Regions from separate parts of the Anas platyrhynchos genome. Here region 1 is linked to region 2. Evidence: chromatin contacts called from public Hi-C data. All regions are on one chromosome and are shown on one strand. Each heading gives the region's core, a stretch centred on a gene start, on an enhancer-like site or on the middle of the called end of the contact. The rest is flanking DNA. Distances are from core to core; before and after follow the strand shown. Region 1 has its middle 92 kb from the start of XIRP1. Region 2 holds the start of CSRNP1 (cysteine and serine rich nuclear protein 1).

The links. A called contact is a pair of places that touch in the nucleus more often than the background predicts.
Region 1: a contact with region 2 is called in a Hi-C map of F1 follicle, with 3 times the contacts expected there. The contact joins the enhancer-like site here to the promoter of CSRNP1 in region 2. A contact is called at or near these places in 7 of 8 Hi-C or Micro-C datasets (F1 follicle, F5 follicle, liver and 3 more).

What each region holds. Positions count from the first base shown.
Region 1 is chr2:154,267,309-154,272,596 of IASCAAS_PekinDuck_T2T, reverse strand. No RefSeq gene overlaps it. Among named protein-coding and RNA genes, the nearest start is that of XIRP1, 92 kb to the left of the region's middle. Within about 2 kb of position 1,321, at least 3 of the 8 cell types and tissues checked have an H3K27ac peak or open chromatin away from gene starts, as enhancers often do. A contact at or near this core is called in F1 follicle, F5 follicle and small yellow follicle, where this site is marked.
Region 2 is chr2:154,111,303-154,116,511 of IASCAAS_PekinDuck_T2T, reverse strand. It overlaps CSRNP1 (cysteine and serine rich nuclear protein 1), which reads left to right and starts at 2,700. Exons shown (of 5, transcript XM_027450374.3): 1 at 2,700-2,870.

The DNA of each region.
Region 1 (5,288 bases), core at 72-2,571, 160 kb before region 2:
GTTAATAGAATGGAAAATGGTTCTTGGGTCATATGATTTGTGTGTGCCTCTGATTCTTTTCTCGGATAGACAAAATTCTCCTGGCCTTTGATATAAGACAGAAATAACAGCAGGAGGGAATTAATGAAAGAAAAACATATCCCAACGGGAAAATTTCACACTGGCCTGTGCACCTCACTCCCACGGGAACATACACTGAGCAGGAATCATGACAATTAGAAAGTGCCTGTTCATGTCTAGGTAACTGCACTTGGTCTGACAGTGGCAAACCCTTTCAAAAGCGCTCTGACCTTGGCTCTGGTCTTGCGTTTTCTCCCCAGACATGTAGCAATATTTTTTCCTACCTGTTTCTCAGCAAAACCATCCAGCAAGCCCTGGCACCATGAGGGCTGACCCTCCAGCCATCTGTTGGTAACAGCAGGAGCCTGCTGGCTGCCTTGTTGTGTGAAGCACATGGTGACATTCTAGCAAGAGGGACTTCTGCTTAGCAGTCGCCCTGCAGAAGACTGAATTTACTGGCTACATCTTAAAAGCTTCCACTGTAGTGCTGAGAGTAATGGGGATATACATTCCTTCTGGCCTGCTTGCTGCTGATTTGACATCATGCCACGTGGGGGAGGTGGTGGAAATAGGCAAATACTAGAAAATTAAAAATAAAAAGAATTTAAGAATCACTCTGAGCTGAAGGGGAGGAGAGCCAGGAAGGGAAATACCTTGGGCAGAGAATTAGGCTATTTCTGTATCCAAGCCAACAGCTCCTTACTTTAATATTTAAAACCCAGGAGAGCTGAGGGAAAGGATGCTGAGAACAGGTGAGATTTTTTCAAAGACACACAACTTCCTATGATTTTCCTTGGGTGCATTTTTCTAGTGAATACTGAGTTTTATTAGAAATGTGACTTTTGTTCACCCAGGAGAACATTTACACATTCAACTCCAAATTCCTGAAAAGCTTCAGCTCCAAAACAAAGTGGGGAAAGAAGCTAGAAAAGGAGGTGACACCAACCCATATAGCCAAAAGCCAGCTTTCATTATTGATACTTTTCTTACCAGAACCCAAAGTAAAGTGTTTCACTCTGAGTCAAACGGATTGTTCAAGGTGTATGGAGAAGAGAAAGAGAGGCAGTTTATGTTATGTTTACCTAAAAGGATTATAGTGAAGAGTTGCACAAGAAAAGAAGAGGCAGGGGGCACCAGTTGCAGAAGGAAAAAATCCTTTTGGACATAACAAAAAAGCTTTGTCTCATGAGAGCACTGAAGCACTAGAAGAAGAGCCCAGCAAATGACGTCTCAGACCTTGGAGATAACAAATACTCAATGGAGCAGGGACCTAACAACCAGGTCTGACCTTGAACCTAGACCTGCTTTGATCAGGGCATTGAGCTGCAGCCCTCCAGAGGTCCCTGCCAACCCAAATTATTCTCTAGTTCTGTGAAGCTGAGATAGAGATTAAATAAAATGAAGGAAAACATCTCCGCCCCCCCCCCCCCCCCCCCCCTCCCCCACTTATTCTTCAGCACAGCTGGAAACTGGTGTTCTTGTGCTTTGCCATGCCTTTTTGGTCTTAATATCTCTGACCCATGCAGGTACTAATAACAATTTCAGTCACTTTGCTTAATCAATTATGCTAGTTTGAAGTTGTTTCAGTCCTCAGTTATGCTGTCTGCACCAGTGACAGTGAAATCAATTACACTGCAATGAGAAGCACTCTTACTGCACTGCCAGCACGTATAGGGATGTCTTTTAATGCTAATGGGACTGGGAAACAAGGAAGACAGAGGCCAGACAAGGCACAAGGTAGGTCTAGAAGCTCACCAGAGGAAAAACAAGAAGTTAGCTGACACTTATGGTAAGCTTTAAGCTGGTTACTGAAGTGGCATGGTATATGCACATGGATTTGTTCCCTCAAACCGTCTTGTTGGTAGGAATGGCATATCCTGAGGTCCCAAGCCTGGCTATAAAAGGTCTGGTCCCGTTATACAAACCAGCAACATGATAGTCCACCAGTAACAGGTAAGGAGCCGTGTCCAGGTCTTTTTCTCAGAAAGGAATGATATATTTTTTGCCTGTTTGGGGATGGTGTGTGGGAATCCCAAGAGTCGTGGTTTGATTTCGGGGTCGGGAGCAATTTGGCACCACAGGCAGGGAAGTGAGTAGTCCATTGCACCAGGTACTAACAAGGTGTTAATAACGCTTGTCACACATTTGGATACTGTGGGATTTTGGGCCTGATCCAACTCACTCACTGCAGTGGGAAAGTCCATAGATTGACTTTGTTTGGTGCCAGGTCAAAACACAACCCTGTAAGTAACTGGAGGGTTCGGAAAGGGCCAGGACGCAGCGCTAAGTGAAACACTTGCCGCTGTGTGTGTCTTTGTCTGCACTAGCAAAGGCCCCGTTTGAGTGGATCCAGAAGGCTTTTGTCCCAAATATTTACAATTTGTTGCTAAAAGGAGCTGCTGAGTGTGACTTGGGGGCCTTCTCCCCACCTTTTAGCCTGAGGGAGGTGCAAAACAATGCAAGGGAGCTGCACTTCCTGCCAGGCCGGTCTCGGCCTGGGGAGGGGATGAAAGAAAACCAACCACAGACAGCAGATGTCCGATATTTTACTTAATACAGCCCACTGCGGGGGGCAGAAGAAGAACCTGCAGCAGACGGACCAGCTGAAAGCTCTGCTGGGGAACAGCCTTCCTACAGCTCTTGGAAAGGGCTGGGATGTGGAGCAGCCAGACCCTTGGCCACGTGCTGGGCTGCTGCAGCGAGCTCAAGTCCTCGCTCGCTGTGGGTCACCGCATCTGCTTTGACTTTGCTGCAGCCAGTGAAAAGAGCAGGGAGCTGGTCCTTTGTCATTTATTAGAGGAGGGTTATGTCTCCTCTGGAGTTTTGGAACCCTCCAGTGAATCACAGAGAAAGCTCTGTTCCTGCCCAGCGCTGCTCTTCTGTGGTTTCAAAAGAAACTGTGCAAAAATGTTCATTCTTTCATTTGTGGAGTCTGTCCCTATAGGACTTTATTGGTGTCTCTCATCTTGAATTCAGTCTTTTTCCTGGCTTAAAGATAGCTGGTAATTGACTTACAGCTTCCTCTCCACAGGAAATTACAGTACCAGACTCCCTTTTATGCTGGTGTGTAATGGAAATGTTCACATGGATTTGGGGGAAAAGGAAGAATTAAAAGGTGAGAGAATGATAGAAATCTGCCTCTGGTCTTGAGTCTGCTGTGGCTTGCCCTGATGAGAGGGGCTCGGATTTTGTCCTGATGAGGACGGTCACTAAGAAGAACTGTGCGGTGTTCATGGTCATTACAGCCCACGCAGGGACTCTCACTTGGGTCTGGGTAACTAGTGTTCCTGAAGTTTTCTTGCTTTTTCAGATGATGGCTGTTTCTCCTTGTCTGTTCCTAGAGAATCAGTAGAGAGAGGAAAAGGTCCTTGTGTTCAGTCCTGGCTGTATTCCTATTCCAGCTCAGAGTGTTACAAGACTTTCTTGGTCACCTTGAGTGCCCATGCAGAAAGGCATGTCTGCATCTTCTTGTGGATTGCGTCTCTCCATGGATTCACCAGCCACTGAACAGTGAAGGAGAAGACACTTCAAAGGCTCAAAGATCATACTTTCAGTGCAGGAAGAATGCTAACAAACCTACAGGAGAAGGAAACCAATGCTAACTATATTAGCTAAAACTACAAGGTCTTGCAAGGTTCATTTGTCAGGGCAAAACTGATCTCTGGGGATGGCCAGGAAGGCTGTTTCCCCTGTGGAAGTGGATTATACAAGCAGGTGCATGAAGCAGGTTTTTATGATAGTGTGCAGTAACAGCTGGAGGCCTCAGCACAGGATCGGGTTTCCTGGCTTGGCCCAAGATTATACATTACCACAGGGATTGCCAGAGATGTGCAATCTGGTTCAGATCAGATAAGAATATCTGCCTTCTCCCGCTGCCCTCCGTGGATGATACATCAGGACTGGCTCCCAGCGTGATTCTGTGGAGCCAAGCTCCATTCGCCTCGGCAGGTAATTTGGTCTGGCATATTGTAAAGCATCAGAGCCATGGGGGCTTTAACTCCTGTGGCCACAGCTGCTTGTGGTGGAGCTGGTGAAGGAGGCACCTTTGCCATTCATCGTGTGATCCAGCTTCCCCCTTTGTGGCCTCAGCAAGATGAGCAGCTACTACCCAGCTGTAAAAGGCTTTTTCCTTCCGTTTGGTTGTATGCAGATGGAGACTTGCTGTGGTACAGGCAAGTATGGACCACATGCCCATGGCTGTGTCACATTACTTGAGCATCTCTAGGTTGGCAGGTTGCTGTTCCCCTGTTATCCAGCTCTACTGAACCGCTTTCTTCTGATATATTGATTGTGGGGAAGGCTGGTCTGATAAATTTTCTTGATAGGAATCTAGACAGAAATAAAGCTGCCAAAACATCCATGCACAGGAAAGGCTTTTCTCTCATGCAATTATAAGTAGGAGGAGTGGTGATCTGCAGAAGGAGCCTTTGCATGATACCAGGTAAGCATGGCCCATAATCCACAAGCTCCTGTGGGATATCATCAGCCATCACCTTCAAAGTAAAGGGTCAACTCTGCCAAAGATTGCTATGATCCAATTATGAAACGGCACAAAGAGTCCTCCAGCACTTTACAAAATAGCACGGAGGTCCAAGACCTGACACAGGAGATGGTAGTGAGTAGTGCCGAGCTGGGATTTGAGGAACCCTGGATGTGACATAGCCAACATTACAATGCTCTCATCTGAACATGCTGATCCAGCTTGATAAGGCGCTGTGGGAAGAATAAACAGTAAATCCCCAGGGAAGTCTCACACCAGCAAACCCCAGTGAAGAGGAGAGGCAGATTCTAAGTAGCTGGAGTCCTTTGAGGTTTCTGGTCAAAGTGTCACGGCTGTTCAGCAAAGAGCCTGGAGAATAAAAGACTATAACCATAACAAAGCAGTATAATTTAGGACTGCAGCTCCTGGGGCTGTTGCTGAGCCATCAGGCAGGGGCTGCTGGAGAGCTGTGATATGAGACGGGCTGACCTGGAGGGCAGCTCAGCGGGGGGAGACACGTGGTGGTGGCCTGGCAGGGTGGGTAAAAGCTTGGGGAGCCGCTGGGGTTTGCTGTAGTTTTATCTCCTCCAAGATGCCTTGGCTGTACGCACAGGACGTGGCGTGCTGCCACACTTGGGGATGTCTCTGCCAGGGGGGATCAGAGCTACAGAGGCTTTGGCACGTGTGTTGGAGCAGGGCTGGGTTGGCCTCTCAGGAGCTGCTGGAAACACGTGTGTTACCAGGCTGG
Region 2 (5,209 bases), core at 1,451-3,950:
AATAAAAATCATCACTTTTAATGTCCCTCCATCCCCCCAAAATGCATCTGCTGGTAGAGCCACACTGCGACATGAACCCCCAAAAACATCCCACCTCTTGCTGGTGGGGCCTTCTGAGAGCCAAGCCTTGCTTTATAGGGCCAATGGCCCTTGGGGGACAGCTCTTTCTTGAAGGGTTCCAACTTATTTGGTGGCCAACCCATGCCCATGGGGCCTAAATCCCTTTTGGGGGCCCAAATCCCCTTGGGGGATCAACCTTTGTTAATAGGGCCTAAACACCTTTTGTAGACCAAATCCCTTTGGGTTCAAAATCCCTTTCTGGGGACAAAAGCCTTGTTGCTGGGCCCATGTCTTTTTGGAGGGCCCAAACACCTTAAAGAGGCCAAACTTTGCTTGGGAGTCCCAACCCCTCTGTGGGTTCCAAATCTCTTTTGCTGCTCAGCCTGCTTATGATACCCAAGCTCTTTGTGGGGTTCAAACCCCTTTCAGAGGTCAATTCTTGATCATGGGTCCCAAAACACCTTAGGCCCAAACCTGCTAGCCCAGATCTTGGTATCTAAGCCTGCTTCTCAGGTCCCAAATCTCTTGTGGGGCCCACACTCCTCATGGGGCCCCAACTCCTTGTGGGAGTCAAACATCCGGGCTTGGTTAGCTCCCAACCTTTGGGTCCCAAAACCCTTGAAGGACCCAAACCCTTTGTGGGGTCCTTATTCACTCTGGTGTCCAAGCTGTGACCATGGATCCCAAAATCCATGTAGGAACCCCAACCCCTTGTTGGGCTCAAACCCATTGCCTGTAGGTCTCAAACCCCTGAAGGGACCCAAATGATATGTGAGGCCCAAATCCATTTGGGGGTTCAAGTTGTGGGTCCTGTGGGGTTGTTGCTTGTGAGTCCCCAAATGCCATGTGGGATCTGAATCCTCTGAGGCATCCAAACCCATTTTGGGGTCTCAGCATGGCTGTAGGTCCCCAGCCCCTTGTGGGATCTAAACACTGAGGCATCCAAACACATTTTTGGGTCTCAGAGTGGTTGTGGGTCCTCAACTCCTTGTGGGATCTGAACACCCTGAGGCATCCAAACCCATTTTGGGGTCCTTGAGTGATTGTGGGTCCCCAAATGCCATGTGAATTCTGAATTCTCTGAGGCATCCAAACTCATTTTAGGGTCCTGGAGTGGTTGTGGGTCCCCAAGCTCTTGTGAGACCTGAATTCTCTGAGGCATTCAAACCTATTTTAGGGTCCCTGAGTGGTTGTGGGTCACAAACCCCTTGTGGAGTCTGAGTATCTTGAAGCATCCAAAGCCATTTGGGGGTCCCAGTTTGCCTGTGGGTCCCTGATCCCTTGTGGGATCTGAACATCCTGAGGAGTCCAAACCCATTTTGGGGTCACAGGGTGGTTGTGGGTCCCCAAATGCCGTGTGAATTCTGAATTTTCTGAGGCGTCCAATCCCAATTTAGGGTCACAGAGTGGTTATGGGTCCCCAACCTCATGTGGGACCTGAACACACAAGAGGCATCCAAGCTCATTTTAGGGTCCCAGAGTGGTTATGGCACCCCAACCCCTTGTGGGGTCTGAATCCTCTGAGGCACCCATTTTGGGGTCCTGGAGTGGTTGTGAGTCCTCAAACCCTTGTGGGATCTGAATCCTCCAAGGCATCCAAACCTATTTTGTAGTCCCAGCATGCCTGTGGGTCTCAAACCCCTTGTGGGATCTGAATCTTCTGAGGCATCCAAACACATTCTGGGGTCCCTGAGTGGTTGTGGGTCCCAAACCCCTTATGGGGTCCGAGTATTTTGAAGCATCCAAAGCCATTTGGGGGTCCCAGTATGCCTGTGGGTCCCTGATCCCTTGTGGGATCTGAACACCCTGAGGAGTCCAAACCAATTTTGGGGTCACAGGGTGGTTGTGGGTCCCCAAATGCCGTGTGAATTCTGAATTCTCTGAGGCGTCCAATCCTAATTTAGGGTCACCGAGTGGTTATGGGTCCCCAACCCCTTGTGGGTCCTGAATGCACAGAGGCATCCAAGCTCATTTTAGGGTCCCAGAGTGGTTATGGCACCCCAACCCCTTGTGGGGTCTGAATCCTCTGAGGCACCCATTTTGGGGTCCTGGAGTGGTTGTGAGTCCTCAAACCCTTGTGGGATCTGAATCCTCCAAGGCATCCAAACCTATTTTGTAGTCCCAGCATGCCTGTGGGTCTCAAACCCCTTGTGGGATCTGAATCCTCTGAGGCATCCAAACCCAGTTTAGGGTCTGAGTGGTTGTGGGTCCCTGACTCTTTGTGAGATCTGCATCCTCTGAAGCACCCAAATCCATTTTAGGGTCTCAGAGAGGTTGTGGGTCCCCAAACCCTTGTGGGATCTGAATCCTCTGCAGCACCCAAACCCATTTTGTGGTCCCGGAGTGGTTGTGCATCCCCAACCCCTTGCAGGCTCAGAACACCCCGCGTCCCCCAAACCCATTTGAGCCCCACCACAGCCTTAACCCCCCGCACCACCCCACTTTATTTCCCCCATCGCCTCCCCACCCCCTCAGGGGCAGCGCCCCCGGCGGTGCGGGCGGGATGGCGGCGGCGGAGCCACCCCGAGCCGAGCTTCAGCGCCCCGCCCGGGGACCGGAGGAAAGAAGGAGGAGGAGGAGGAGGAGGAGGGGGGGGGGGGAGAAAGAGAAGAGAAGCAGGAAACCGGGCGGGCCCGGGGCCGAGCCGGCCCCGCTCCTGTCACCGCCTGCGTCAGAGCCCGGAGTTTTCCACTGACGAAAAAGGGCAGCGCGGCGCGGCGCAGCCCCGGCAGCGGCAGAGCGGGAGGCGCCGCGCCAGGCACCGCCACTGCAGCCGGAGCTGCCGCCGCCGCCACCCGCCGCCTCCTCAGGTAAAAGGGTTTGGCTGGGTTGTGTGGGGTGTTTGGGTTGGCATTGAGGGGTTTTGGGGTGAATCCGTCACGGGGGGTTTGGGGGAGCGGGGTTTGGTTGGGTGCCCCCCCCCCCTTCGTTCCCAGCCGGGCTGGGGGGGGACACATCGGGGACACAACCGGGACACATCGCGGAGCTCCCCGGACCTCTTGGTTAGGATGAGGAATGAGGAGAGTCTTGGGGAGGCCCTGCTGAGCCCCCCTTAAAAAGAAAAAAATTTAAAAATCATTTTTTTAATTTTTTTTTTTTTTTTTGGGGGGGGAGCGCGCCCCCCCCGCCAGCTCGCGGCGATGGTGAAATAAAACCGGGGGTGGCGGTGGTGGAGGGGGAGAGCCCGGCAGGCTCCCTCTTTCCCCAAACTCCCCGGCTCGGGGATGTTTTCCCGTCGCTACAGCAACACCTACCGGCGCCCCGACAGACCGACGGGCAGACCGACGGACGGGGCGCCCCCCCCCGGGGGGCTCCTTCACCGCCGACCCCCGGTGGGGAGCTCTCACACCGCACCTTGGGGAGGAAATAAGGAACAAGAGCAGCGAAAAAAAAACCCTCTCGAGTTCCCAAACCTCGCTTTAATTCCTCTTTTCTGGCTCCCCCCAGCGCCTGTCACCCCTCCGCCGTGTTTTCCCCGTGGGATGGGGCTGGCGTGCAGGGAGAAGCGGTGTCCCACAGCTAATTATTTTTTTTTTTTTTCATTTTTTAAAAATATATTTTTATTATTTTCTTCCCCTTGCTTTGGTGCCGGAGCGTTTCTCCCTTTAATAATTCAAGGCAGGGACCCGCGGGCGTACACACGGCCGGCAAGGTAACGCACGGCGTGTACCGAGGGCAGGACGAGGATGGAAACCCGCCGTGAATTATTCATCAGCTGTAATCAAATAGAGGATTTTCCTAGACAAAGCACGCTTCGCTCCTTTCATATTTATTGCGGTGCAATCTGCGCCGAGTACATCTTGAAGCCCGCTTGGTCCGGGCCGTGCCAGATAACCTTTTAATGCCTTCGCTAATGTTTCTTATTTACCCTAAGAGAAAGAAGGGCTTGGTGGCAAACCCCGCGGAGCTTTTTCTCCGCGAGCTTCCCAAAATATTGGCAGGAGCGAGCTCTTTTGCCCTGCTTCCTGGGGAAGGCGTTTCGCCCAGCCCCGCAGGAGAGCGCACTTGTGGCACCGCGAGCGGATCCCTGCCTCCGCGCCTGGGTCGTGCAGCGGCAGGAGAGGTTATTTTTAACCAGGGGAAGGTTATGAAACCTTAGACCCGGCCTTGGAGGGGGGAAAATCAGCTGGGCTGAGCCGGACAGCCCCCGAAACTGGGAAGAGACCCCGCAGGGAGGCTGCCCCAGCGGCAGCTGGGAAGCCACGGAGGTAAATATGGCAGGAATTAAAATAGTTAAATAAATGCACGGGCAGTGAGTCGGTGCCGATAGCACGGGGGTGACGAAGTTGCCTGGAGGCATTGCCAGGCTGTGAGTCGGTGAGGATTTCGGGGTGAGGATTTCGGGGTGCTCAGCGCAAGGCTCAGCACCGCGCCAGTTTTTGGCGATGCTCATGCCAAGGTCACCCGTACAAACCCCTGGAAAAAGGGGGGGCAAAAGACTCCCCCAGGGTTTACTGCGTGAGTCGTACCTGGCTGAAGTGGGTCTTAAACCAATATTTATCCTGGCTCTAGGCGTGGAGCTCGTGGGGCTGGGCTGTGACCTCGACCCCATGCACTGGGATGAGCCCACCTGGCTGCCTGGGGATGCTGGTGCTCCTAGAGCCAGGAGGTTGGCTCTGAAAATACATGCTTTTAGTGCATTGCACTGGTTGTTTGCTTTTTTTTTTGTTAACACAAGTTGCTTTGTGGAGGAAGAGTCTGCCTTCAGCTTGTGCGCAGATTTGGGATCCTTCCACCCTTTGGGATATTCCCTGGTTTGAAAAGAAGAAATTGCAAATATTGCCATGATACCCTGGGAGCTGGTTTGAGGAGCAGCAGAGCAAGCAAGGGTGCTCTGGGAGAGGTTTCCTTCGCCTGCCTTGCGTGGCAGTGTGCACTGCCCTGTAAAAAGTGCAGATAGGGCCCCAAAATCGGGCGCCGAACCTCCTTATCCGCGGTATCTCTTTGTGCAGCCTCTGAGAACCAGCCCGAGTGGCCGCTGATAGTGGTTTTGGTTGCCTTCCTGCTCGCTGGGCTCAACAAATGCCAAGCCTTCTTAAATCTAAATTACTCGAAATATTTACTGTTGATACGTTGTCCCAGAGGAGGATAGTTAAAACGTTAATTCTTCGCATTCCTGCGCATTAGGGCTTTACCCTGCAACTCGCTG